Regions from separate parts of the Mus musculus genome. Here regions 1, 2, 3, 4 and 6 are each linked to region 5. The links are chromatin contacts, called in public Hi-C, HiChIP or PLAC-seq, Micro-C and promoter capture Hi-C maps. All regions are on one chromosome and are shown on one strand. Each heading gives the region's core, a stretch centred on a gene start, on an enhancer-like site or on the middle of the called end of the contact. The rest is flanking DNA. Distances are from core to core; before and after follow the strand shown. Region 1 holds the start of Ywhag (tyrosine 3-monooxygenase/tryptophan 5-monooxygenase activation protein, gamma polypeptide). Region 2 holds the start of Tmem120a (transmembrane protein 120A). Region 3 holds the start of A430033K04Rik (RIKEN cDNA A430033K04 gene). Region 4 holds the start of Lrwd1 (leucine-rich repeats and WD repeat domain containing 1). Region 5 holds the start of Gnb2 (guanine nucleotide binding protein (G protein), beta 2). Region 6 holds the start of Prkrip1 (Prkr interacting protein 1 (IL11 inducible)).

Region 1 (4,034 bases), core at 1,441-3,940, 1.6 Mb after region 5:
CCCCATTGTAGAATCTTTCTTAGAACCTCCCTCCAGTTGAAAGTTGTTTTTTCTTCGTTTGTTTTGTTTTCCAAGACATGGCTTTTACTGTGTACTCCTGACTGTCCTGGAACTCACTCCACAGAACCTGGCCTTAAACTCACAGAGATCCACCTGCCTTTGCCTCCCAAATACCTCGATCAAAGGTGTGTGCCACCACCCACCTGAAAATACTTTGTGTGGTGCTAGAGGTTGATTTTTTTCTTTCCTTTCCCTTCCCTTCTCCCTCTTGCTCTGGTCCTTACTCGCTCTGGGCCCAGAGGTTGAATTTTTTTTTTTTTTTTTCATAGACAGGGTTTCTCTGTATAGCCCTGGCTGTTCTGGAACTCACTCTGTAGATCAGGCTGGCCTCGAACTCAGCCTGCCTCTGCCTCCCGAGTTCTGGGATTAAAGGTATGCGCCACCACCTGGCAGGGTTGATTTTTTAAAAACTTTTGTTTGTTTTGGTTTGTTTTGTTTTTTTGTTTTTTCGAGACAGGGTTTCTCTGTGTAGCCCTGGCTGTCCTGGAATTTGCTTTGTAGGCCAAGCTGGCCGTGAACTCATAGATCTGCCTACCTCTGCTTCCTTTGTGATGGAATTAAAGGCTTGTGTCACACACCTGGCTTCAAGATTTATTTTTATTTATGTGTTTGTTACATTTGTGTGCCCAATGAGGCTGGAAAAGGCTATCAGATTCTCCAGAGCTAGAATCACAGGCAGTTATAAGCCAGTAGACTGGGTGCTAGGGACCGAACTTGGGGCTCTCTGGGGGATCAGCCAGCAAGATTAACCACGGAGCCACTTCTTGAGCCTTTCATCTTTTCCCATTCATTCATTCATTCATTCATCTTTGAGATGCTGTCTGGGCTGGAATTACCAGCAATCTGGCTGCCTCTGCCTTCCTGATGCTGGGATTAAAGACCAATCCTGATTGTTGAGTGTAAAACAAATTAATAAAAAAGAAAGGAAAGGATATGAGTGGTCCTAAGGTACGGCTAAGGAGAGAGTTTATTACAGGTAAAAAAGGGGCAAGGTGGCAGCGCATGCCTTTAATCCCAGCACTTGGGAGGCAGAGGCAGGCAGATTTCTGGGTTCGAGGCCAACCTGGTCTACAGAGTGAGTTCCAGGACAGCCATGGCTACACAGAGAAACCCTGTCTCGGGGAAAAAAAAAAAAGATATAAAAGAGGCATAGCCAGACGCAGACACATCTGGAAGAGTCCAGAGTGGTCATGACCCTGAACCATGAAGAAAGGGGAACCAGCCAGGAAGCCAAAGGTACAAAAGGAGCAAAACAAGGGGTGGGTAAACAAAAAGTCTGGATTATATAGGGAAGAGCCCCTGGGCAAAGGGCAGCCCCTCCCCCTGTGCCCCAGCTGGCCTGGAGAACCTGGAGGCCAGGTTCACTTTGGTATGTTAAAAGTTAGTCAGCTGCTTGTTGTGGGTTCAAACAGTTGTCTCCTTTTTTTTTTTTTTTTTTTTTTTTTGAGCCGAGTGCTTTGTCTGCTTTGTGTATTGTTGTGTGCTAATGTACAAAGTCATTGGAACTGGGCCGGTGCTCAACGTGTTGAATGGATGAAGCAAAACTCTACAGTCAAGGCCATTGTGTTGGTGCATGCCTATAATTCCAGAACTTCGTCTAGAGTCACCTTAAGAAGTGTAAGACCCTACTTCAAACCAAACAACTCATAAAAACACAATGAAAATAAAATACGCAGTCAAAACTATAGCGGGTGTGCGTTCAGGCAGGCGTTGGTCCAGTTCACTGGAGAGGAAGAAGGGAGTCCCCCAGGGTCAGTCTGCAGGCAGCTACACCATTTAGGGAAAATAGGCAATATACCGGGCGGATATGTGTCATTCTATGATTTCATCCAGTTAAGTCCGATGTTAAAGTGCATCACTGGAGACTGCAACCATGGTGGGTGTGTGTTAGACAGTTGTCCAAGGGTTGCATCATTCACGCGGCCATCTCTAGGACAGGTTCACCTTTTCCATCTTTTCCATGGTGGTGGTTGGGCAGTTTGGATTTACGGTGTCTGTACTTCTTCTGCCTACTTTATATTCGTGTTTTTCCCCTACCCCTCCACCATGACCAGTTACTTCAGTTTCAGAGAGTCCAGATCTAAGGCCTTGACCTTTTCTTTCCTTCCAACTGCCCAGAGGCTATGGGGCGAGGCCGTGAATCAGCACTCGCTTAGGCTAGTGTAGACTGCTTCCCCGCCAGGGGTCCCCAGCGGCTGCGGGTTAGACCCTGCCCCCCATCCGGTCCGCCTCTGCCTGCGCGCAATGCCCACTGGGAGATGTAGTCTCCACCACCCCTTTGTCCTTGGTCTGCTCTGTAATTCAGCTTGCTGCAGGTCAAACTACAATTCCCAGGAGGTCACGCGCCAGAAGCTATGCAAAAAAAAAAAAAAAAAAAAAAAAAAGGGGGGGGGAGAGGCCCCCAGGGGGCAAGGAGAGGTGGGTTTGATGAAGCTGAGGATTTACGGTAAAGTGAAGAAAGGGGCACATTAGGGAGCAGTGTAGTACTGGGGATACACTGAGAAAATCGCAAAGAGCCACCGCGAATGTTCCAGTAGAAGAGAAGCCCAGTAAATGCAGGACCGGGCGGGACCGGGCGGGGCGCGCGCATGCGCGAGTAGGCGGTGACTTTTACGTCACCCGTGTGGGCGGGACCGCAGGGGGTTGTCCGCCCGCGGCACGCATTGGAGCCGCAGCCTCCTTGCGCCGGGTCCCGCGGTCGCAGCTCGTGCCGCCTCCTTCTCCTCCTCGTCTCAGTAGCTTGCTTCGTGGGTCGGTCCCTCCGACACACGAGCTCCAAGCCGCTCCTCTCTTTTCCTGAAGCCCTTCAAGGCGGTCTTCGGTTTCCTTCTTTCCAGCCGATCCTCTTCAGCCCTGTGAAGATGGTGGACCGCGAGCAACTGGTGCAGAAAGCCCGGCTGGCCGAGCAGGCGGAGCGCTACGACGATATGGCCGCGGCCATGAAGAACGTGAGTGTCTCCTCCCCTCCCCCCTGCCTCGCCCCAGCCTCTCCCGACACCGCGTTCCTCGGCGTGGAAGGCATGCTCCAGGGGCATGTTGTCTTGTCACGACTATAGGGTCACCTCTCCATCTCACTCCTTGGAGGGGTTGGGGACGGGGGCTCATGCACCCGAGTGGTGACGCGGCCTCTTTCCCAGCCTCTCCGAGTTCGGGGCTGGGGCGGGGTCTTGCGTGGCTGGTTTCTGCTGTGGGGTGGGGGTCTCTCTGTGACCCTGAATGTCCAGAGACCTGAGTTGGGGGCCGTGCGCATCCTTTGTGCCCCACTTCCCCTCCTCCCAGTTTAGGCGTGGGGGCGGGGGGACCGCATGGATGCGGTTCCTCTTTCTCTCCCTGGTGTCTGGGCGGCGCCTTCCCCATTCACTCAGCAGGTCTCCCAGTTTGCCGCCTCCCCACTCCATCACCCCCCCCCCCAATCTTTCCCACTGACACATCCTTTAAAGACGTTTCGGGAAGAAAAAAAATGTAGGACCCCCTCTCCTAAAAGAAAAAAGAAAAAAAAACCCAGCCTCAATGATGTAAAATCGAAACCACCTTTCTCACGTTTTTTTTTTTGTTTTTTTTTTTTTTAACAAAAGGCTTCCTTTTAACCATTCCCCAAAGCAAGTCTGTTAGGAAGGGAGGGATATGTGTGTTGCTGGCATTCCCATTCATGGCCCTCTATATAGCATCTTCATTTTTCATTTTATTTATTTTCCATTTCAAAGGGTTAACTATAATGCCTTTGAATGTTAACTGACTGAGATATGCAGTTTCTCTTTTAATTGCAGGCACGAGTCTGCAGAAATTCGTTTGAGTGTAAAAAAATATTCTGTCTGATCTGATACTGCAAACAAAGCGGTGGTGGGAGGCAGTATCAAGTCATTCCAGAAGATTCTGCATTTGTCATATTGCAGAGAGCCTAGACTGGGTGGAGGCTGGGAGGATTTATTTTAAAGGGGAAAAAGTCTTTTTAAAAGAATTTTTTTTTTTTTTGT
Region 2 (4,342 bases), core at 865-3,364, 1.8 Mb after region 5:
CTCAGGCCCTGGCCACTCAGCAGAGCAGAACCCCTTTTCCTTCTGGCTCCTCAGGCACCTCCATACCCGGAGGCGAGCTGCATCGAGCCTACTGCAGTCCTGGCGCAGCTGTGGCGCACTCTGAGGACCTTCACTCTGGAGGTTACCCATGTGAGGGGGTGGGAGGTGGGGAGGGGTGCTCAGCGATGCTTATGTTGCCAGTCCTGCTATGCTTTGTGTTGTGACTAGCTGTCACCGTGTCTATCCCAGGGTGCAGGTCCTCCCACCCAGCCTTAGGGATGCTCCAAACTTCAGAGGCCCTAAAACGGGGGTCTTTGCCACATTCCCAGAGCCAGAGCTCTGCCCACCCACCGCCTCTGAGTCCCTGTGTACAGACTCTGTCCCCAGCTCACTGTGAAGGAGATGCTCTGGCACTCCCACCACACACTCCCAGGTTTAGTTTTTCTTTTCTTTTCCTTTTCTCTTGAGACAGAGTCTTGTAGCTGAGGATGACCTTGAACTTCTGAATCTCCTGTCTCTTTCTTCCAATTGCTAGGAATACAGGCCTGTACAACCACACCAAGCTTGTGGTACTAGGAAGCAAACCCAAGCCTTCCTGCAAGTAGGCATTCGCCAACTAAGCCACATCCCCAAACCCCCCAAATTCCACAAAATCTTCCATGTTTTTGTTACACCATATTTAAAATTATGCACTGTGCCTTGCTTGCATGCACTTCTTTTTTTGCCTGCATATATGTCTATGCACCACATATGTGGGCCTGGTACCAGTGAAGGCCAGAGATGGGTATTGGATCGCCAGGGACTGGAGTGACAGATGGTTGTGAACTACTATGTAGACCTAGGCATTGAAGCCAGGTCCTCTGTAAGAGCAGCCAGTGCTCGTAAGCCGAGCTTCTCTCCAGCTTTATTCTAGATGTCTAGGCGTGCCATGGTACCTGTGTGGACGTCAGAGAACACGTTGCTGAAACCGATTCTCTATTTTCACAACGTGGGTCCTGGGATCAAACTGAAGTCACCAGACTTGGCCACAGGCACTCTTACCTGCTGCGCCCCCTCATGGGCCACAAGTCCCAAAAGCTCTTCCTCAGACTCAGAACAAGTCCGGGTGGAGGCGCTTACAAGGGGACTGATGAAGAATGTAGGGTGTGATGTGGGTGGTAGGTAGAGTGAGTGCGTGTCCTTGGCGAGGGTGACCAGGAACTTCTGATTCTTCCGTCTGCACCTTCCAAATGTTTGCATCACTGGCATGCGCCTCTGCATCTGATCCCCCCCGGCCCACCCCCCACCCCACCCCCATCCCCCCGCCAGGGTTTCTATGTGTAGCCTTGGCTGTCCTGGAACTCACTCTGTAGACCAGGCTGGCCTCGAACTCAGAGATCCACCTGCCTATGCCTTCCAAGTACTGGGATTAAAGGCGTGCGCTGCCTTTAACTACTGCCCCGCACTGCATCTGATGTTTTGTGTGGTGCTTGGGTGAATTGCCCTCTGAGCTTCCAGCATGCTGGGCAAGTTCTGTACCGAGTCTGTAACTTGAACCGCACTGGTAAGGCTTCGGAAGTGACACGGTAGGAAGTTTAGGAGAGGCAGCCTAAAAGTTAAGGACGGAGGAGAGCTTGGAGGACTCAGGGCCAGGAAAGGAGTATCTGTAAAAGCTGAGAGACGAAGGCTGTCCCTAGAGAGGCGCAGCTTCTCAAGGACAAAAGTGTATGAAGAGTATGAGGTGGCTCACGCTTCTAATCTCTGCACGCGGCGAGTCAGAGGCAGGGGTATTTCTTGGTTCCAGACCAGGCTGAGCTACATAGTGAGACACTATCTAAAAATTTCAAAGTGTTAGAAGCACGTGTCTCCTTGGTTTGTGAGTGGTCCGAGGAAGCAGACTTCTCGGGTAAAAATGCTGGCCGCCCAGCTCTGGTCTCAATTCGAGGAGACGCCCTGCGGGCCCATGTCCCCGCCCAGCTCTCGTCCCTGGCTCTGATTGGCTGCTCCTAGGGGCGGGGCTCACGCGCAGATTACGCCGGGCCTTTTCCCGTTGGCAGTCACGGCGGCGCGAGCCCGGAAGCGGACGGGGGCGGTGGCGGAGGCTTCTCCGGCCGGCCGGGGTTGCAGCTCCGTCCTCCCCACTCGCGGCTCTCCGCGGCCAGTGGCGTGGACAAAGACATGCAGTCCCCGCCCCCGGACCCGCTGGGCGACTGCCTGCGCAACTGGGAGGATCTGCAGCAGGACTTCCAAGGTATCCAGGTGAGCGTCCCTGCGGCCATCCAAGCCCCGAGCCACGTCTCTGTCTCGGGGACAAGGGTCAGGCAGTACTAGGTCACACATAAGGCAGCTCGGAGGGGTCAGGGGTCGAGACTCTCCCCTACTTTTCTTCTTAAATGTCTGATGGGAGCCCGGATTGCCCGCGCGTCCCCGGCGTGCCTGGGCGGGATCCCTCTGTGCCGGGATATCTCGACTTTGTGCAAAGGCCTTGAAAACTGATCAGGACTCTTCTGTTGCCCCTCCCCCTGCACTGCTACCCGATCTGGGACCCAGTCCCCTTCCTAAAGAGCAGTCACCCGAGGCAGAACCCAACGGGGCCCAGCCTTTTGGGTCAATTACCCTGCAAACTTGCAGCCGGACAACGCCTTCCCCGCCCTTGGCTAACTCTGCTGAACGCCGCAGGGAAGCAAGTTTAGGTAAAATTCGGGCCTGGTTGGGGAAATCTCAGCCATCTGAGACGGAGGGACAGCGCCCACCTAGGGACAAGAAGAGGCCCAGTACATGTGGCTCTTTCTTGTAGGGAGAGGTGGGCGGGGCAGACTGTACCAGGACCTCCTGGATTGGTAGAGCGACCACTGGAAAACCTCCCATCCCAGGATGGTGTTGTTTGTGGCCACTCTGTCTCCATACCAGAGAGAAGGAAACCAATGCTTCCTGGAAGGCTGTCACTGGGCAGAGGTGGCACATGCTAGAGTTTGAGGAGGATGCGGCAGCTTATTTTGGCATGAGAAACAGACCTAAATAGTGGAGCCTGGCCAATAGGAGACTAGGTTAGACCTTTGCCTCTATTGGACTGTTGCCTAGCCTCATGTGTCCAGGTTTCCCCAGAACGCTGGCACTAGAACTCTCCCTAGAGACCTACACAGCTCCATGTCTCCCAGTTTTGCCATCACCACGATGACCTCAGCCCCTGCCTTGATTTCCCCACACTGCCCCTTGCCCTTCGTTTAGGCTGCAACTTGCAAGGCTCACCCACCAGGGCAAAGTACTTGGGGAAGCTTTGGACCAAAGGTGCTTGCAGGAGGGGAGTGGATGGGAGGGACTGGCCTTAGGGCGGGAAGCCTGACGACCTTTAACCTGAGATGAAACGTCAGGAATGCCAGGGTAGAAGGCAGCATGGCTATCCCTGATTTCCATTCTTTCAGGCTGGGTAGGTAGGAGGATCTGAGAAAGGAAGGGGTGAGTTTAGGCAGCCCCTTTGAGAGCAGCAGTTCTCAGCCTGTGGGTCACCACCCCTTCAGGGAGATTGGATTACCTTTTCACAGGGATCACCTAAATAGCAGAATTACAGATAGGAAATAGCAATGAAAACAATTTTGTGGTTGGGTGGGTCAGCACAGCATGAGGACTGTATTAAAGGGTTGCAGTGTTAGGAAGGTCGAGAACCACTGGGCTAGAGTCCACTTAGAATTCAGACGCCCACCCGAGCTGGGGACAACTGACCTGTTGTTGAGGACATGTACCACGGAGGGTCTGAGATTACAGGAAGAAGCCTAGCTCCTGGCTTGCTTCAGGAGTGGAGCAGTCTCTGGGAGGTCCCTGGGCAAGCACAGAAAGTTCGACCTCTGAGAGAGCCAGTTCCCTGCCGGGGCAGCTCCCCAGTGAAGCCACCGCCTTCTCCTCATGCTAGGAAACACATCGCCTGTATCGCCTCAAGCTAGAGGAGCTGACCAAACTCCAGGCCAACTGTACAAACTCCATCACACGGCAGAAGAAGCGGCTCCAGGAGCTGGCCTTGGTGCTGAAAAAGTGAGGGGGGTGACGGCTTGCTGGGGGTGGGTGGTTGACGTGGGGAGGGGCATTTCCGCTGGGCTTCCCTTGGCATGGCTCTTCTATCCTTCCTCCCTGGGTTTTGTTCCTTTTCTCTGTCCCAAAGGGTTCTCACAGGGGTTCCTGCAGGACTGGGGCTCTCCCACCTGCCCTGCCTGACTCCTGCCATACTCCCAGATGCAGACCCTCTCTCCCATCCGAGTCCATGGAGGCTGCACAGGAGCTGGAAAACCAGATGAAAGAGCGCCAAGGCCTCTTCTTCGACATGGAAGCCTATCTGCCTAAGAAGAACGGGTGAGCCCCTTCTTCTTCCAGC
Region 3 (4,217 bases), core at 91-2,590, 1.1 Mb before region 5:
TGTAGTAGAAAACACACACACACACAACGAGCAGCACTGGACCTCTTGGCAGCCTTATAGGGCCTTGGCACTTCCATCACACTCTTCCACAGTTCACCCCACATTTCAGGTCTACTCAGTATTGCTAAATACTCCAAGAGACCCGAGACGGGACGATTATAAGCATTTCGGTTCAGGCACTTCAGAAACCTACTACCTGGAAAAGACATGGAGGTGGGGATGAGGACATCTCACAGTTCCTATGGGGGAAGTAGACAAAGGTATTCTCATAAATTGTCCTAGCCTAGAGTGGGGGGGGGGGGGTAGGACAGAAGACACAGTCTTTTTAAAACAAGGACTCAGGGGTTTCTTCTCTACTTTACTCTCTTCACACACAAACATCCTCAGGACTAGAGAGACAGCTCAGCAGTTAAGAGCAATTGCTGCTCTTCCAGGGGACCCGGGGCTTGGTTCCCAGCATCCACATGGGGAAACTCACAGCCTGCTGTAACTTCACTTCAGGGGAATCAATCACACGCCATTTTCTGGCACTGCCCTCATTTGGTGCACTCAGACACACACAGACACACACAGACACACACAAACACACTTAAAAATCAATTTTTCTCGTACCTGGAGGAAAACAAAACTTTTTTTTTTTGAAAAAAATATTGGTTTGAGATTACCATAAGGAAAATATATCATTTGGAATAAATGGGAGGCTTTCAAAAGTGCAGCTGCTCTGCAGAGTACCTGTAGTAAGCCCAGGACCATACAAAATGGGTGAAAGGGGAAATTTTCGTGTTGGGAGTGTGGGCGAGGATGTGGAAGAACAGGTAGTAGACTGCAGTGGAGCTGGCTTAGGTTCTGGGTTTGCGACCCTGTTTCCCATTCATTTGTGAAGTTCGGGCTAGGTGGGCCACGGAGAGAACGAAGGGACTGGGGATTCTAGAAAACATAGTTCCTTTAGTGAATGACCGTCACATTCAGAGACTCTCCCCTGATGATCCACCAAGTCCTCGCCACGCATGATCCGGAGCAAACAGGCAGCCAGAGCAGAGCTGCTCAGAAAAGGCGCCAGAACCCTCAGGTAGAAGGACAGGACGCCCAGGCTCCAGCAACCCCGCAGCCCAGGGGATCCAGATCAGCTGCCCAGGAGGCCTCACCGCAGACCCTGCTCTGCCACAGCGCTTCCCGCACTGTCACCTCCGGGCGCCACACGTACACTCACCATGTCCACTTCTGGGAGCCGCTGGCGTCTTCTCACCATCGCCCAGCACTTACAGCGTCACCGCGCCACCGAAGCTGAGCAACAGCTTCCCTAGCAGCATACAGTGATTCCAATATGGAGGGTCCCAGACAAAGGCTGGTTGACAGCCAAAGCCCGCCCCTACCCTCCGTTTGTGTGTCTGATTGGGCACGTCTTGAGGCTAGGGCCTCTGATTGGACAGAGCTTCAGGTTCTCTGTCCTCTGAAAGACAGTAGTTGGCTCCAGCTCACAGCTGAAGGAGCTCAGGTTAACAGGTTCTTAGCTGCAGCTGTTGGGGACTCTGGCTCCTGTCACGTCTCCAAGTTTGGACTTCTATAGGAGGCCTGACCCTCGGTCTTCTCCAGCTATGGGGTAGCCACGAGTCCTGTCGCGTATATGCACAAAGACTTCAGCCTCTGTTAAAACCTTATGCCTTCAGGTCCATACGCGTTGCTTTTAGCCTGCTAAAGTCCTCTCTGGACCACAGCTCACATTTGCTTTTAATTCTATACATAAAGTCATATGTGATTATGAGTTAAGTATGTGTACATGTGTTTAGTCGAATAAACAAATGGGAAGATGTCCGTTTTCAAAATCATCTCAAAATTTCTGAAATCTGCTCTCATTAGCTTTGCCTTCAAAATGGAAAGAGACTTGTAAAAGTTTTCTTATATTCAGATTAAAAATTGCAGGCAAAGTCAACCTTGGTGGCGCGTGCCTGTATGTACTCCTTAGCACTTGAAAGACAGAGTCAGGGAAATCGCAATCTCAAGTTCAGCTTGGCTACAGGATGAGTTTTATGGCACCTTGGGACGCATATCTAAACCCTGACTTGAAATAAATGAATACACGTGATGTTGATTGCAATGACCCATTGCACCTAAAATATCTTTATAATCTGACCAGTGAAAACTTGATGACTTTTATGTGCTATTGGGACAAGATCTTCAAACGTATTTAGATTCTAGCTTGCCTCCACTCAGAACAGCTACAAAATCCTTTTGAGAGCTATGACTTTCCTGGTCTCAGGAAGTAGAAGGGACTGCTCTATACATATTTTTGTAAGCTCAGCAACATCTAATAAGAGGAGATGGAGATCAGTGTCTATTCGGCACCTTTTGTTAGTCAAGTGACTTGTAAGCAGTATCAAGTCCTCGTAACCTGCTTTTCTCTGTAGTCCAGGGAATGATCTGGGGTTTTGAATAAATGTGTTTACTGAGTATATAGCAAGGAAAAAAAGTAAAAGGATAAATTGCATGTCGTTGATTGACAGAACCAGCAGAGTTTACAATACTCAGTAAGGACAGCTGGAGGAACCTGACTAAGAGAGCTAACAGGCTGGAGAAATGGCTTAAGAACGTTTAAAGTTCTGTCCTGAGGACCAGAGTTCAAATCCAGCACTCATATCAGGTGACTCAAAACCATCTGTAACTTCAGTTCCAAGGGATCGTATGCTCTCTTCTGGCCTTCGGGGCACCTTCATGTACATGTCTGCATACACTTACACAAACACATATATGTACACACACACACACACACACACACACACACACACACAGAGGCACCAAAGTGACAAAATGAGAAATTGGTAGTGTTTACAGTCATGCAGCAGGAGTTGATCAGGGGCCATCAAGGCAGTCACCTGGGGTTCCTGATTATAATCTTTTCCACCATGAATCTTTTCCTGGCTTCTCCTTCCTAATGCAGGGATTTTTACCACAGTATGAACAATAGTAATGTTTGTTGAAAGTGGTTTATCTTTTAGCGGTTGCTATTGATGCACTGTGCTCAATAGTCTAGCATGCTTGTGTTTTGTTTTGCTTTGTTTTGTCTTTTTTGCTCTCCTTGTTACAGAGCTGGCAAGTCAGCCTGACTCAGGACAGGGAGTTTGGGGAGGAGAACAGGGAGGAGGGCCTTCTTGCTGCCCGAGTCTGCTTTTAAAACACTTGAAATAGCACATGACCGTTTGCTTATGTAATTTGTATTACAGTCACATAAGGTTGGATAACACGCCCTTCATTGTTCGGTAAACCAGCAGTGATTTTCTCTAAAGAAAATACCAGGCAAGACAATACTGATGTCATGACAATACTCAAGGCTCACCAATAGTTGCCTCTAGACCTATAAGCAGACTCAAGGCAAAGCAGGCCCCTAGAGGGGAGGTAGAAAGTATAGTCCTCGAGGAAGTATGCTACACTACAAAGGAGCTTTGTGAGTTTGCTAAGTCATTCAAACAGAAGTCTGTTTTATTTCTGTGAAGAGATACCAAGTCCAGGCTCTTTCTCCTCCTTTCCACGTGTGGATCAGGATGTAGCTCTCAGCTACCACTTCAGCACCAGGTACTTCACCATGCTCCCCACAACTGTGATAACAATAATAACAGACTAACCTCTGAAACTGTCAGCAGCCCCTCCTATCCCCCCTCCCAGTTAAATGCTTTCTTTTATAAGAATTGTCTTGGTCATGGTGTGCACCTTTGTTGTTCAAAATCAAGTGACCGGCCCCGAAATTATAAACATAGAGGAAATGGTAAAAATAACTCATCAGGTTAATATAGAAAAGACCATGAATTTGAGATGGAGAGAGGGAGGGGATATGAAAGGGTTTGGAGGAAGAAGACATGGTAAGAGTTGGAGAGAGGAAAGGAAAGAAAGAAATGATGTAAATATATTTAAAAGAATTTAAAAGAAAAACCCCATATACACCAGTATCACTCAAAGGAAAAAAAAAACTTAATTATTTTCATCACAAAAGGTCACACACTTAAGACAGTATATAATTTTTGCCTTGAATCCTTTTCTAGTACATTTTGGAAAGTCCAGACCGTCACAGCTGTACCAGAAAAAAGGCTCTAGGTAAGCCTGAAATAGAACCCAGATCCTCATTCTTTTGAGCAAACCATGTGACCTAGCTTATTCGCTATAAATTATGGAGGCAGACACTGTACATAGCAAGCTTTGTGTGTGTGTAAAATCACGCCACACGTTTA
Region 4 (4,355 bases), core at 1,356-3,855, 1.4 Mb after region 5:
CCAATGCTTATTGGAAGCCACAGATGTGTGTCTTCCTCAGCCCTGCTCCTGCCTCCTCTGAGACTAAGAGATGCAGTAGTAGAAACGCCATCTTAGGGCTGGAGAGAAGGCTCGGCGAATAAAGGCACTGGCCGCTCTTCCAGACAACCAACCGGGAGAGCTCACGACTGTCCATTAACTTCAGTTCCAGGAGATCCAACACCCTCACACAGACACACATGCAGGCAAAACACCAATGTACATAAAATGTAGGGCATCATAAATCTGTGGCTGTAGCTCAGATGGTATAGGCCTGCCCGACATGCATGAAGCCATGGGTTCCTTCCCCAGCACTGCAAAAAAACCTGTGTGGCGGCAGAGGTCTGTAATCCTGGTCTTCAGGACCATTAAGAGTTCATGGTCATCTTTCACTATATAGTGAATAAGGCCAGCCTGGGCTACATGAGCCAGGCCTTAGCATGTTAGGTAAGCACTCTACCACAGAGGTCCATCCCAAGCCCCTCACTAGGGCAGTTCTTTCTTTCTATGTTTGAATCTGTGTGTGGCATGCACATGTGCCCTCCAAGGCCAGAAGAGGGCGCCAGTGACTTGGGTGTTGGGAGGCAAACTTAGGTCTTTGGTTTTTTTTTTCTGAGACAGGGTTTTTCTGTGTAGCCCTGGCTGTCCTGGAACTCACTCTGTAGACCAGGCTGGCCTCGAACTCAGAAATCCGCCTGCCTCTGCCTCCCGAGTGCTGGGATTAAAGGCCTGCGCCAGCACGCCCGAAGCAGTCAGTGTTCTTAAGTGTAGAGCCATCTCTCCAGCCTGGGCGGTGCTAGGCAGGTGCACTATCTCCAGACCACGCCTCCAGCTAGAGACTGGCTTCCTTCTTTTAGCAGCACATCTTCAAGGTGAATCCATATGGAACTCGCGTCAGAATTTCCTTCCTTTCTAAGGTTATATCTACTGCATGGATATCCGAGATTTTTAAAAATCTCTTATTAGTTTATGGTTTGCCTCTTTCTTTCCTGTCGAGACAGGCTTTTATTTAGTCTGGTTTGAAACTTGCTATGTAGATATCTTTGACCTCCCTCAAGCCAGCACCAACACTGCCCACTCTTCAGTTCACCAGTTGATATAATAAACACTTGGGTGTTTGGTCACTCTGAATGCTGCCATGATCCAGACATAGTGACATATGCTTGCAATCTTAGCTTATGGAGGGGGCGCCCTGGGGCCTCTAACTAAAGAAAATAACTAAAACAAAAAACTTGGCTCAGGCCCCTTTGATCTCTTTAAGTGTCTGTCGCCTCAGCCACCCACAGCTCCTATCTCAGGCCTCTACTCAAGCATTCCCCTGGCTATGCATCCCAGCAACTTGCTACAGCACTGCCAGGGCCATACAAATGCTCTGAAGTTATTTTTCATTCATTCATTCATTCATTCATCCATCCATTGCCCATTTTGATGGAAGGTGTTAGCCTGGTCAACAGAGAGCTAGAAGGGAAACATTTTAACATTCTTCCTGGCCTACCTGACTCCTGATCCTATTAGTATCTTGTAAGACAGATTTGTTTTTGTTTTTCAAGATGGGCTTTCCTGGAACTCCCTATGTAGATCAGGCTAGCCTGGGACTCACAGAGATCTGCCTGCCTCTGCATCCCAAGTGCTAAGTCTAATGGCATGCACCACCACTGCCCGGCTGTAAAGCTGATTCATACAGGTTTGTTTTCCCAAAAAAATTTCCCCCAAATCAAAGCCTGTTTTGGAGACAGGTTTCTCTGTAGTGTAGTCCTGGCTGTCCTGGAACTCACTCTGTAGACCAGGCTGGCCTCGAACTCGGAATTCCACCTGCCTCTTGTCTCCCGAGTGCTGGGATTAAAGGCATGCGCCACCACTGCCCGGCTGCCTGTGCTGTCTTAAGTCGCTCATTCCCTGTCTAATACAGGCGGCCTAGTGTTCAGCACTCCCTACCATTTCCATGCAGTCTCCCTTGTGCTCCGGAAGCTCACTCAAAACCAGACCCGTTCAGTCCAAGTTATTTACCACTGCCCCCCACCCCCACCCCTCACCCCCCAAAGTCACAGAGATGATGTGTGACAGCCGCTTCCCTACTGCCAAGGTAACTCCTAAAACCTGCTGGGCGGCTGAGGTCCGTTCTCCAGCCTCTCTGCCTTTCAAATGCAGAGATCTCGGCGTGCACCAGCATTTCCCCGCCCTTCCATTAATCAGCCGATGGCACTTGGTCCACCTTTTGGGTTTTGTGAATATTGAAGATATAAGCGCTCCAAACAACTCACCTACCGCGAGGCTTTGGTCCTTGGCTGTTTTACAGGCAAGCTGGGCCTTAGTTTCCCATTAAGATGAATAGATTTTCTGGCTATGACTCTTTTCCTAGTCCGTACCTGAAGGCAGATCTGCCAGGGCGGGTCCCTGTGGCGTTGTCTCTCGCAGATAAGACAGGTCCGGATGCCCTTACAGCCGCACTCCTGCAAAAGAGAAACTTCAGCCGCCGCCGCCATCGCGTCCTCCGATCAGTTAAGAGCGCAGGCGCGAGACGCAGGGGCCGCTGGGAGTTGTAGTCATCGCAGAAGCAGGAGGTGGGGCGTAAGGCTGGCGTTCTACTTCCTTCCGGTCGCAACGGACTCGCAAAGGGTTTGTTGTGCGCCACCTCCTGGGCTCCCCGGCAGCGGGCCTTAGCGACCGGACTTCGTGGAGGCGCGGGTTCGGTTGAGCCCTCGGCCACCCATGGCTCCTCTCACGCCGCAACTGCTCCTGCAACGTGGGCGACCCAAGACGGATAAGCTGGGGAAGATTCAGAGTTTGAAGTAAGAGCATGTGGGGTTGAAGCGGATCCGGGGCGTGGGGTTCTTCCCCGCCAGGGTGGTTTGATGGGCGGAATGCAAGGCTCAGACCCCTCCGTCTCCTCCTCCTGCCCGGGTTATTCTGTTATCCGGGATTCGAGCCCCAGTCGAATCTCGCGCCAAACGGAGATGTGGGAGATTGGCAGCCAACGCCCGGCGTCAGATAAACTTGGAGCGAACGCCCTTAGCCTTGCGCGGAGTGGAAAGACTGATGAGATACTAAGGGATGTTGAGGGATCCTGTGTAGCACGGAACGGGCTAGCAGGAACTAGTAAAAACAAGAAGGAACTTGGAAGTCTTGGGCTCTAAAGTCATTTTGTTTTGTTTGTTTGCTTGCCTGTTTGTTTTTGAGACAGGGTTTCTCTGTGTAGCCCTGGCTGTCCTGGAACTCACTCTGTAGACCAGGCTGGCTTCGAACTCAGAAATCCACCTGCCTCTGCCTCACAAGTGCTGGGATTAAAGGCGTGCGTGTGCCACCACTGCCCGGCAACAAAGTACTCTTTAAGGGAGGGAAGATGGGCCACAGAAATGATCTGCAGATAAAGGTGCCTGTCTGTCATCAAGCCTGAATTCAATCCCTTGGGCCCAGACAGTGGAGCAAAGCAGCTCCCTAAAACCATGACCCCCTTAATCACGCTTTGATTGTGCCCATTCCTATCCACACACCACACACAGATACATAGACACTCTGTAATACATAGAAAGGTAAGTTAGGAAGTGAGAAGGCTAGAACAGTTGGCATAGCTCAGTTGCTACATTGCTTACTAGACATGCACAGAGCCTGAGTATCCCTAGGGTTCCATCCCTATCAACACCTGAACAGCTCCCAAGGGGTGGCACATGCCTGTCATCTCAGCACGTGGGTAGGGGGAGGAGAGTTAAGTTCAAGGCTTTCCTGGACTACGCAATGAGTTGTGTAGGATGGGATCTCTTGAGTTTTGCGGCCAACCTAGTCTACATAGTTCAGGCTAGCCAAGTCTAAAGCAAGCTTCATGCTTGCACAAGAACTTTGTTGGTGGAAATCCCTCTGGGACAGATGGGGTAATTAATGGGAGGGTCTGGCCCGCTCCCTCAGCTCTCTTGCTCTCTGCCCTCACCCCAGTCTGTCGGGGCTGCAGCTGCTCTCAGAGCACTTGGATCCCAATCTCCTGGGGCGCCTGAAGAAGCTGAGGGAACTTGACCTCTCTAACAACTTGCTGGAGACGCTGCCTGCTAACCTGGGCCTGTCCCATCTGCGCATCCTTCGCTGTACCAACAACCAGCTCGGGGATGTCACTGCCTTGCACCAGTTCCCAGAACTTGAGGAGCTCAATCTGGAAGGCAACCCCTTCCTGACGGTGAGAGGGACCAGGACTCTGTGGGGCAGACTCAGGCTCCATTCCCCCCCCCGCCCCCCCCCCCCCCGTTTCCGTTTTGTTTTGAGACTGGGTCCGATGTAGCACAGGCTGGTTTCAAATTAACTGTGGGTCCGCAAATAGCCTTAAATTTCTGCTCCTCCTGCCTCTGACCTCC
Region 5 (4,454 bases), core at 1,734-4,233:
TGCTTAAATGTGCCACTCAGTCTTGGGGCTCTATTCCAAGCCAGATCTCTGCACTGAACCCTAGACCACCTTCTGCACAACCCAGTAGACATTTTGGCACCTCAAATCTAAAGCTCTTACCTTCCTCCTTGAGATGCAGTGTGTTCCCTGCTGCAGTGGAGAGAGAGAGACAGAGAATGAATCCAGCCCCGTGACTGTTAATCTTGATTGTCAACTTGATAAGAGTTAGGATCACCTAGGCAACGTGTTTTTAGGTGTGTCCGAAAGGGTCTTTCTGGAAAGACTTAGTGGAGGTGGGAAGACCCACTTTGAGTGTGGGAGGCACCATGGCTTCACCTGAGGCTCTGGACTAAATAAAAAAAGGAGAAAGAAAGCCGGCCGAGCACCAGTGTTCCTCTCTGTTTTCTGACTGTGTATAAGCAATTGTGACCAGTTCACATGCCTCTGCTATTGAGCTCTCTCCACCAAGGTAGACTGTATCCCCTCAAACTGCGAGCCTGAATGAACCCTTCCTTAAGTTGCTTCTGTTATAAAAAGCAAGGCAATCAATCCAGAGCATGGACACTTGTTGTATTTCCATGCCTGGCTTCGATCTTTCTTCTCTGTAAACCACAGGCTCCTTGCAAGGTATGCAGCTATCCTCCGGGAGTAGGATAACGTCTGTACATTACTGGGGCTCAGTGAATATTGCTGGATGAGCTAAACCAGGGAAACTCGTTAACACTGAAACCAGCCTGAGGAGGATGTGGCTCTGCAGAGGCTGGCTTTAGGCAGCTTGCTCATCTATGTGGCTTTAAGGAAGTCACTTTGGCCCTCGGTACTTTGAGGAAACCGAAGTAAAACTATCTATAAGATCTTTTCCAAACTGTAATGTTTAACCTGTTATCTATATAAGTCATGGGATTCATAAGTGCACGTGTAATAATCTGTGCGTAATAAATGTCAATTAAAGGGAAAGGTGAACGAGTGGCCTTGCTGGTGTTGTTTTGCTTTCTGTTCTGTGGTTTTGAGACAGGGTGCTGTTATGGAGGTCTGGCTTTTACAAGTGTGGGCCACCACATCTGATGCTTTGGAGGTTTAAGTTGGCAGAGGGGGGTGGGGGCATCCTCATTTACTCTGTGGCTATTTTACGTGTATAAATATTTTGCATGTATGCACGTGTGCGCATTGCATGACATACCTGGTGCATCAGAAGAGAGCATTTGATTCCCTGAACTGGAGTTACAGAAGGTAATGAGACACCATGTGAGGCCTGGCAACTGACCCCTGGTCCTCTTGAAAAGCAGTAAGTGCTCTTAACTGCCAAGCCAGCTGCTCCTGCTTTAATATCTGAGACAAGATCTCTCACAGAACTTGAGAGCTCTCACATGAACTCCCTGACCAGCAAACTCTCAGGGCTCTTTCCATCCTGGCCTGCAAGTGTTGGGGCTATAGTATAGGTGTGGCTACTGTGCCTGGGTTTTTTTTTCTTTTACTTGGTTTTCTGGGATCAAACTCAGGTCTTTATGTTTGCATGGTAAGCACTTTGCTGACTAAGCCATCTCTCCAACCCTGTCCCCCAACACACTTTTTGAAACAAGGTCTCCTGTGGCTCAGGCTGGCCTCTAGTTCAATATGTGGGTGAAGACAAATGTGAACTTTCTATTCTTTCCTCTCTACGAGTATACTTCACTACAGTCTATTTTGAATAGTGTTTTTTTTTTGTTTTGTTTTGTTTTGTTTTGTTTTGTTTTTTTCAAGACAGGGTTTCTCTGTATAGCCCTGGCTGTCCTGGAACTCACTTTGTAGACCAGGGTGGCCTCAAACTCAGAAATCCACCTGCCTCTGCCTCCCGAGTGCTGGGATTAAAGGTGTGTGCCACCTTGCCCGGCTGAATAGTGTGTTTTGATCTCCTAAACTCCGAGGACTGTCTCAAAGGCCACAGGACAACTCGGACTTTACCAAAACATTTTCACAATCTATGGGGGGACGGGGGACGGGACAGTTCTCCAACAATCCAGGAGACTCAAGGGTAACCTTCAATATACTCATTTAACAGATATGGAAATCCAGGCACATTCTTATGTTGTGTTCCCTCGGTGGGGTGCTCCACAGTGTAGTTTTCTTCAATGGTTATTAAAGTTGAGATCGCATCTCAACTCTGCAGCCTGAGTCCATAGTCAGCATCATGAGGATTAATAAACAAAAGTATTGGTGAGAGATGTGGCTCCATTGGTGGAGTGTTTGCCTAGCATGTATGAAGCCCTAAGTTCTACCCTGCATAAATCAGGCACAGGGTTGTGTATCTGTAATTCCAGCATTTGGTAGATGTAAGCAGGAGGATTATCAGTTTAGGGTCATCCTGGGCTACGTGGTGGGCTCCTGAAACTCTATCATAAAACAAAAACCTTTAAGTATGCAAATCAATAAATATGGACTGTTGCTGCGGCGGTATGAGGCCTAGTCTAGGAAGCCTACAACCCCTCACAGTGCTGCGCTTGAAGAACTGTCTGGGTGTAATTCCCTCTAACTTGCATTTTATGGGATTCTAGTGGTCACCAACCACTCGCTGTCTTTTTCTGCCCCACTGTCCTGCACTGGTTTAGACTTCCCTAGTTCCGCCTCCGGGAAGGGAGTGGCCTCACCAGGGGGCGTGGCCAACCCGAGAATTGGGCCTTCTTGCCTCCAGTCTGGAGCCGCCCAATCCGGAGGGGGGGGGGGTTGAAGGAGGTCGATCACGTGACCTGGGATTTTTTTTTTCCCCCCTCCCTTATGCCTATACCACTTCTGCTGTCCCTAGAGAGGATGTCTTGCTCCTTTTCTGGAAATAAACTACGTCGTGTGATCTTTGATGAGTTAGAAAAACGTGGAATTGTGCTTTTATTGTGGCTGAGGCATCTTTTGCTCCTGGAGTGGTGTTTTCGCTTCTAGCCTTCCCCCCCACACACTTGAGTATTTGGTCTCGTCCAGCCTGGCCCTGGGCGCGGCGGCGACGGCCGCGTCACTGGCGGGCGGGATCCCTCCGCTCTGGGGAGAGCTGCGCTGGACGGTTGAGTTGGGGTGACTGAGGAAATCCATCCGCGTCGCCGCCGCTGCCGCCTCCGCCGCGGAGGAAGACAGGACCTCCCGCGCTCCTCCAAGCGACCCCTTGGCAGAGTCCCACCACCTCAGGTACCTCCGCTGATAAAAGGAGTCCTCATCTCCCCCAGCCCCAAATTCCCACGGGTGTGTGTGTGGCAGGGGGAAGCCTCGGTTCCTTCCGTCTCCCGGGTTTGGCTCTTGGGAAACGGACGTAACTCCCAGACCTCCCCTCCCTTCCTCTGGCCCGGTCGTTTCCAAACCCGGAAGGGGAACTGGGGGGGGGGGGGGGACCCTCGGCTTCAATAATGCATGCGCTCCCTGCAATATCAGTGGCAATTATTTTAAAATCTAGACCCCCCTCATCCCAGCCCCGCCTGCCTCTTGATCCCTTAATAGTTGGGGGGCTAAATTCTGGGTTTCTTCTATGTCCTGTCCCGCCCCCTTTCCCCACCACCACCCTGCTGCCTGCCCCTGGGTAACAGCCCTCGTGCCCACTCGTTTCACACCCTTGCTTGCATTAGCCTTGCAGAACTCCAGAATCCTAGGAGATCCAGTTAAGGCCTCAAGGCCACCCTTGTCTTCGTCTCCACCCTACTGCCCCTTGATTCGGGCTCTGGCAGTGTTTTCTCAGTCCCGACCCCTAAGCTGGAGATCTCAGCACCTTATTCTTTTTACAAATCCTTACCCAGGTCTGGCACCTAGTCGCCTGTCCCCTTCGTCCAGCTTTCTTTTGGGCAAAATGGAGGTCCTACGAGCTGAAGGGCCTGGCCCACTGCACTTCGCAGCACGGCCAGCCCGCGCCGTCCAGCTGCCAGATCTGAGGACCCTCTCTTTCCTCCTCTCACACCTGCGGAGGCGGTGGCACCCTTTTTTTTGGAGGGGGGGCTATGGTTGCTTTATCCCTAGAATCGAGGAGCTGCTGAGGGAACGTTGGAGGGTAATGGGGATCTAAGGGCTGGGAGCATGGCCCCCGACCCAGTGTCTTCTTCCTGGCCTGTTTTCCTTCTGCCCCAGGCCTGTGTCATTGAGGCCAGGCCTGGGCTGCTGTCAGCTGGAAGGAAGGGGCTTTTGTTCACAGCTGGAGTGGGGTGGTAGCTATGTCGTTGCCCCCTCCCTCATTTTGGAGGGGCATCCTCTGGCACTGGCGCAGAAAGCTGAACTTACGGAGGGGAAATATCTTCGGGGAAGAGGAACGCCCAGTGTCTGGGGGAAGTGGGAGCTGGGTGGGGGACGCCTGGGTCGCCAGAGTGCAGTGTACACGGCCAGATCGCACAGGTGTCCCGGGAAGGCAGGACGTCGGAGGCTGGAGTGGTGCCAGCTAGGCCTCGGGGGCTGCTGAGCACAGAGCTGGGCTCTAGGGGTGCCTAGGGGCATCGGGCCGAGCCGCCTGGGGC
Region 6 (4,117 bases), core at 474-2,973, 1.3 Mb after region 5:
GTGCTGAACTAAACCATATGGTGAGAAACTTTGTGCTGCCCCTAAAGAGTTACCAAAAAAGCCCCTTCCTATGTTCTGGGAATTTGGTCACTCCTGGGTGTGGGGGGGGGGATTGCTGCAAGATTATCCTGGATTTCTGAAGAGGCTCCTCTGTACCCCACACACTACCTCTTCTGACTTCTCTCCTTTCTCTTCTTCACAGTTTTGTTTTTTTCTTTTTTCTTTTTTTCCAGACAGTGTTTCTCTGTGTAGCCCTGGCTGTCCTGGAACTCACTCTGTAGACCAGGCTGGCCTCAAACTCAGAAATCTGCCTGCCTCTGCCTCCGGAGTGCTGGGAGTAAAGGCGTGTGCCACCACTGCCCGGCCTTCCTTCCAGTTTTAATGAAGCTCCTCTCCAGGTTCCAAAGGGAAGCCTCTTGCTCCCTTTAAGGCCCCACCACGTTCAGAGATCCATATACTGTACTGTCTATTGTTCTCCCTCCATCTCCAGCAACAGTCAGCTTTGAGGCCCTTTCATTCTAATAAGCTTCTTCTAATAAAGGACTTGTTTCAGTTTCCTTGCCTACAAGATGTTACTGTTACCATCTTGGGTTTTTGTTGTTGCTTGTTTTGTTGTTGCTTGTTTTTTTGTTGTTTGTTTTTTGAGACTGGCTTTCTCTGTGTAGTTCTGGCTGTCCTGGAACTCTCTCTCTACAGACCAGGATGGCCTTGAACTCAGGGATCCATCTGCCTGTAACTCCCTGGGTGCTGAGATTACAGGCCTGCACCACCACTGCTGGCTCTTAACATCTTTTACTATAGGGAGCTACTTCAGTGCCTCACGCATGGTCAACAAAACACTCCACCACCAGAAGGCCGCAGTTCCATCATTCTCCATTACTTTCACCTTCAAGTGAAAGACTTGAAGTTAATTCCTCGTCAGGTAGATTGGAATGGCAACTTCCTTTATTCTAAAACAGACTCACATACTCAGGCTCGACTGGTGGCGCTGTACTTTCAGCGTGGCCAAGGAGATCGGGTCTGTCTTAAGAGTTCAGTTACAAAGGAGATTATAAGATTATTATAGGAATCGGGGTGTGAGAGGCTGGCGGATCTCCGAGAGTTCGAAGACAGCCTGGTCTACAAACCAAGTTCCAGGACAGAGATATACAGAGAAACTCTGTGTTGAAAAACAAGACAAACAAACAAAAAAACAAAAAAAAAAAAAAAAAAAAAAAAAAAAAGGAAAGGAAAGGAAGGAAGGAAAAGAGGGAGGGAAGGAGACGATATGGAGAGGGCGGAGAAGGGGAGAGAAGAGGAGGAGGAGGAAGAGAGAGTGGGGTAGGGAGAAAGTAGAATAGATAAAAAAGAAACGGAAAAAAAAGACAAAGCCCAGGAGCGAGCGAAACTGGGAGGGACGTGCCAAGAGTCCCAGAGCAAGCTGTGCGAAGTCCTTGGGGACCTGAGACGTCGCCTGGGGCCAGCCCACTCATCATCACTAAAGGCCGTCTCTTCCTCTCCGGATGTGAGAATCAGGCAGCCCTGATTTGTTTTGAAACAGGAAATGAAATTAAAGTGCTATGATCAAAATAAACCACACTGACCTCGCGTTCATGAATATTCAAGCAAGCTGCTTAGGACTGCCTCGTACCTCCGAGGAGAGAGTGCGCATGCGCCTCAGGAGAGCGCCCCTCCCCCCGGGGGTTTGAGAGTGCGCGTGCGCGGTTGGCGCGCTCTTCTGTCGTCATCAATACGAGCGGCCGCCGGCAGCTTTCGTAAAGGAGTAGGAGAGCGGCTATGGCGAGTCCTGCTGCCGCTTCTGTGAGACCGCCCAGGCCCAAGAAAGAGCCGCAGACGCTGGTCATCCCCAAGAATGCGGCCGAGGAGCAGAAGCTCAAGCTGGAGCGGCTCATGAAGAACCCGGTGAGTGGAAGTGGGCCGAGGCGCAGTCCCTTCACCCCGCCGCCAGACCGAGCAAGGCTACATTCAGTCCCCCTAGAGCAACCCTGGGGCGGAGAGGGCGGCCCCGTGGAGGGAGCCTCGCTCCTGTTCTTGTCCTACAGCGTAGCTGCACGAAGGCGCTGCCCAGCCCTCCACACCCTCCTTTTTCTTAGTTTGCTGTTTGCGGTATCATGGCGTTGCTCGTGCTGTCCACGTTCCGTACCGAATCGGCTTTGTAAGATAGGCAGACCTCGCATCCGGGCTCCTCGCATCCCGGCTCCTCTTACCTTATCTTCCCTACGAGCTGGGATGACAGCCCTGCGCTACTATTCAGTATTGCTTCACAGCCCTTTCTATTTTAATATATGAACCAAAGCGGTGGGAGCTGGGTATGGTGGTGCACACCTGCTATCCCAGCACTCTGGTGGCTGACCCCAGAAGTTTGCTACAAATTCGAGGCGAGCGTGGTCTACGTAGTGAGTTTCAGATCAGCTAGACAGTGAGACCTATCTCAGAAACCAACAAAACCCAGAATCGATGTCTTAGCAAAAGTGTACAACTCCAAATAGCAGCCATTATTAAAGAAGCATTGGACGCCAAATTTGGACCACATCACTCTTTACCTCTTCAATGGGCCTCGTAAAACAGACAGCTCATATCTTTGACTAGAAGAGGTTGGCTCGTCTCTTAGTGACGTAGATTCCAGACTTGTTTAGCGCAGGAGAACTTTGGCCCACGTTAGACCCCATGGTGTAGTGGATGAAGTAAGGCCAGGGCAGCAGAACTACACTCAGTCAGCTCCAGATTTGAGAAGCGTGCTCAGTTGAGATCGTCAAACGGGATGTACCTTCCTCAGCAAGTGTATGTTCATAGATGCTTTTCTGTTTAACTGTTCCAGGACAAAGCAGTTCCAATTCCAGAGAAAATGAATGAATGGGCTCCTCGAGCGCCTCCAGAATTTGTCCGAGATGTCATGGGTAATGTCTCTTATGGGTGTCAGGGGTTTATAGTTTTTGTTTTGTTTTTTTTTTAAAGATTTATTTATTATATGTAAGTACACTGTCGCTGTCTTCAGACACTCCAGAAGAGAGAGTCAGATCTTGTTAAGGATGGTTGTGAGCCACCATGTGGTTGCTGGGATTTGAACTCCGGACCTTTGGAAAAGCAGTCGGGTGCTCTTACCCACTGAGCTATCTCACCAGCCCCGGGTTTATAGTTTTTAAGGGGAAATATGAAACACTATTTTCTTTTCTTGTCAACTAGATCTTTGATAGGAAAATTAGTCTGGGGCTGGAGAGGTGGCTAAGTGGTTAGGAACACTGCTCTTCCATAGGTCCTGAGTTCAATTCCCAGCAACCACATAGTGGCTCACAACCATCTGTAAAGCGATCAGGTGCCCTCTATTATATATATGGAAAACTATTTTGTCTTTACAGGAGACAGCACTCCTTGCTATTTTATGGTTTGACAGTAGATAATGGTTTCCCAGTTATGCTTTTGGTTTTGTTTTGTTTCTTGTGGTTAAACCATTTTATTCAGAGGCTTTAAAAGCTGCTAAAGTGTCACATGATCAGACAAACGGACTGGGCAGGGAAGAGCTCCAGGCCCCCTCTTCAATACGATGTTTTGTTTTTGAGGTAGGGTCTCACTGTGTGGACCAGGCTGTGCTTGAACTCATACTCCTCATGCCTCTGCCCCCTAAGTGCTGGCATCAGAAACATCCACCGTTGTCCTAGTTAGGGTTTCTATTGCTGTGATGAAACACCATGTCCCACAGCAACTTGGGGAGGAAAGGGCTCCCATATCACAGTCCATCATTGGAGGAAGTCAAGACAGGAACCTGGAGGCAGGAGCTGATGCAGAGGCCATGGTGGGTGTCTTACTGGCTTGATTAGCCTGCTTTCTTATAGAACCCGGACCACCAGCCCAGGGATGGCACCACCCACAATGGGCTGGGCCCTCCTCAACAATCACTAATTAAGAAAATGCCCTACAGGCAGATCTCCTGGAGGTATGATCCGCCTATGACTTTAGCTTGTGTCAAATTGACATAAAACTAGCCAGCAGAACCATTGTACCTGATTTTCTCATTCTTTGAAATGACATCTTATGCTTTTTAAAGATTTTATTTGTGTGTGCTTGTGCACATGTGCTTGTGCACGCCGTGGTGCCTGTGGAGGTCAGAGGAGTCAGTTCT

Evidence for each region. Promoter capture Hi-C pulls out the DNA fragments that hold promoters and counts their contacts. Hi-C and Micro-C count contacts between places; a contact is called where the count stands out from the background. HiChIP or PLAC-seq counts read pairs in DNA pulled down with a chosen protein or histone mark.
Region 1: an HNF4G HiChIP or PLAC-seq map of pancreatic cancer cells shows a contact between it and region 5. The contact joins the promoter of Ywhag here to the promoter of Gnb2 in region 5. A contact is called at or near these places in 1 of 39 promoter capture datasets (pre-B cells) and 1 of 115 datasets of contacts at active chromatin or transcription factors (pancreatic cancer cells).
Region 2: a contact with region 5 is called in a promoter capture Hi-C map of pre-B cells, with 2.7 times the contacts expected there. The contact joins the promoter of Tmem120a here to the promoter of Gnb2 in region 5. A contact is called at or near these places in 2 of 39 promoter capture datasets (liver and pre-B cells) and 1 of 484 Hi-C or Micro-C datasets (B cells).
Region 3: a contact with region 5 is called in a Micro-C map of embryonic stem cells, with 6 times the contacts expected there. The contact joins the promoter of A430033K04Rik here to the promoter of Gnb2 in region 5. A contact is called at or near these places in 1 of 39 promoter capture datasets (pre-B cells) and 1 of 484 Hi-C or Micro-C datasets (embryonic stem cells).
Region 4: a contact with region 5 is called in a promoter capture Hi-C map of liver, with 5 times the contacts expected there. The contact joins the promoter of Lrwd1 here to the promoter of Gnb2 in region 5. A contact is called at or near these places in 2 of 39 promoter capture datasets (erythroid cells and liver).
Region 6: a Hi-C map of CD4 T cells shows a contact between it and region 5, with 7 times the contacts expected there. The contact joins the promoter of Prkrip1 here to the promoter of Gnb2 in region 5. A contact is called at or near these places in 1 of 484 Hi-C or Micro-C datasets (CD4 T cells) and 1 of 115 datasets of contacts at active chromatin or transcription factors (pancreatic cancer cells).

The regions. Positions count from the first base shown.
Region 1 is chr5:135,933,297-135,937,330 of GRCm38.p6, reverse strand. It overlaps Ywhag (tyrosine 3-monooxygenase/tryptophan 5-monooxygenase activation protein, gamma polypeptide), which reads left to right and starts at 2,690. Exons shown (of 2, transcript NM_018871.3): 1 at 2,690-3,008. The coding sequence starts at 2,922. It overlaps Gm40346 (a long non-coding RNA gene), which reads left to right and starts at 3,015. Exons shown (of 2, transcript XR_868594.2): 1 at 3,015-4,034.
Region 2 is chr5:135,741,944-135,746,285 of GRCm38.p6, reverse strand. Tmem120a (transmembrane protein 120A) reads left to right here and starts at 2,114. Exons shown (of 12, transcript NM_172541.2): 1 at 2,114-2,238; 2 at 3,887-4,005; 3 at 4,204-4,320. The coding sequence starts at 2,158.
Region 3 is chr5:138,619,982-138,624,198 of GRCm38.p6, reverse strand. A430033K04Rik (RIKEN cDNA A430033K04 gene) reads right to left here and starts at 1,340. Exons shown (of 4, transcript NM_183025.2): 1 at 1,211-1,340. The coding sequence starts at 1,249.
Region 4 is chr5:136,134,324-136,138,678 of GRCm38.p6, reverse strand. Lrwd1 (leucine-rich repeats and WD repeat domain containing 1) reads left to right here and starts at 2,605. Exons shown (of 15, transcript NM_027891.4): 1 at 2,605-2,807; 2 at 3,946-4,180. The coding sequence starts at 2,728. It overlaps Alkbh4 (alkB homolog 4, lysine demethylase), which reads right to left and starts at 2,534. Exons shown (of 3, transcript NM_001347492.1): 1 at 2,385-2,534. The coding sequence starts at 2,501.
Region 5 is chr5:137,531,835-137,536,288 of GRCm38.p6, reverse strand. Gnb2 (guanine nucleotide binding protein (G protein), beta 2) reads left to right here and starts at 2,983. Exons shown (of 10, transcript NM_010312.5): 1 at 2,983-3,150.
Region 6 is chr5:136,196,560-136,200,676 of GRCm38.p6, reverse strand. Prkrip1 (Prkr interacting protein 1 (IL11 inducible)) reads left to right here and starts at 1,723. Exons shown (of 6, transcript NM_025774.3): 1 at 1,723-1,902; 2 at 2,819-2,897. The coding sequence starts at 1,777.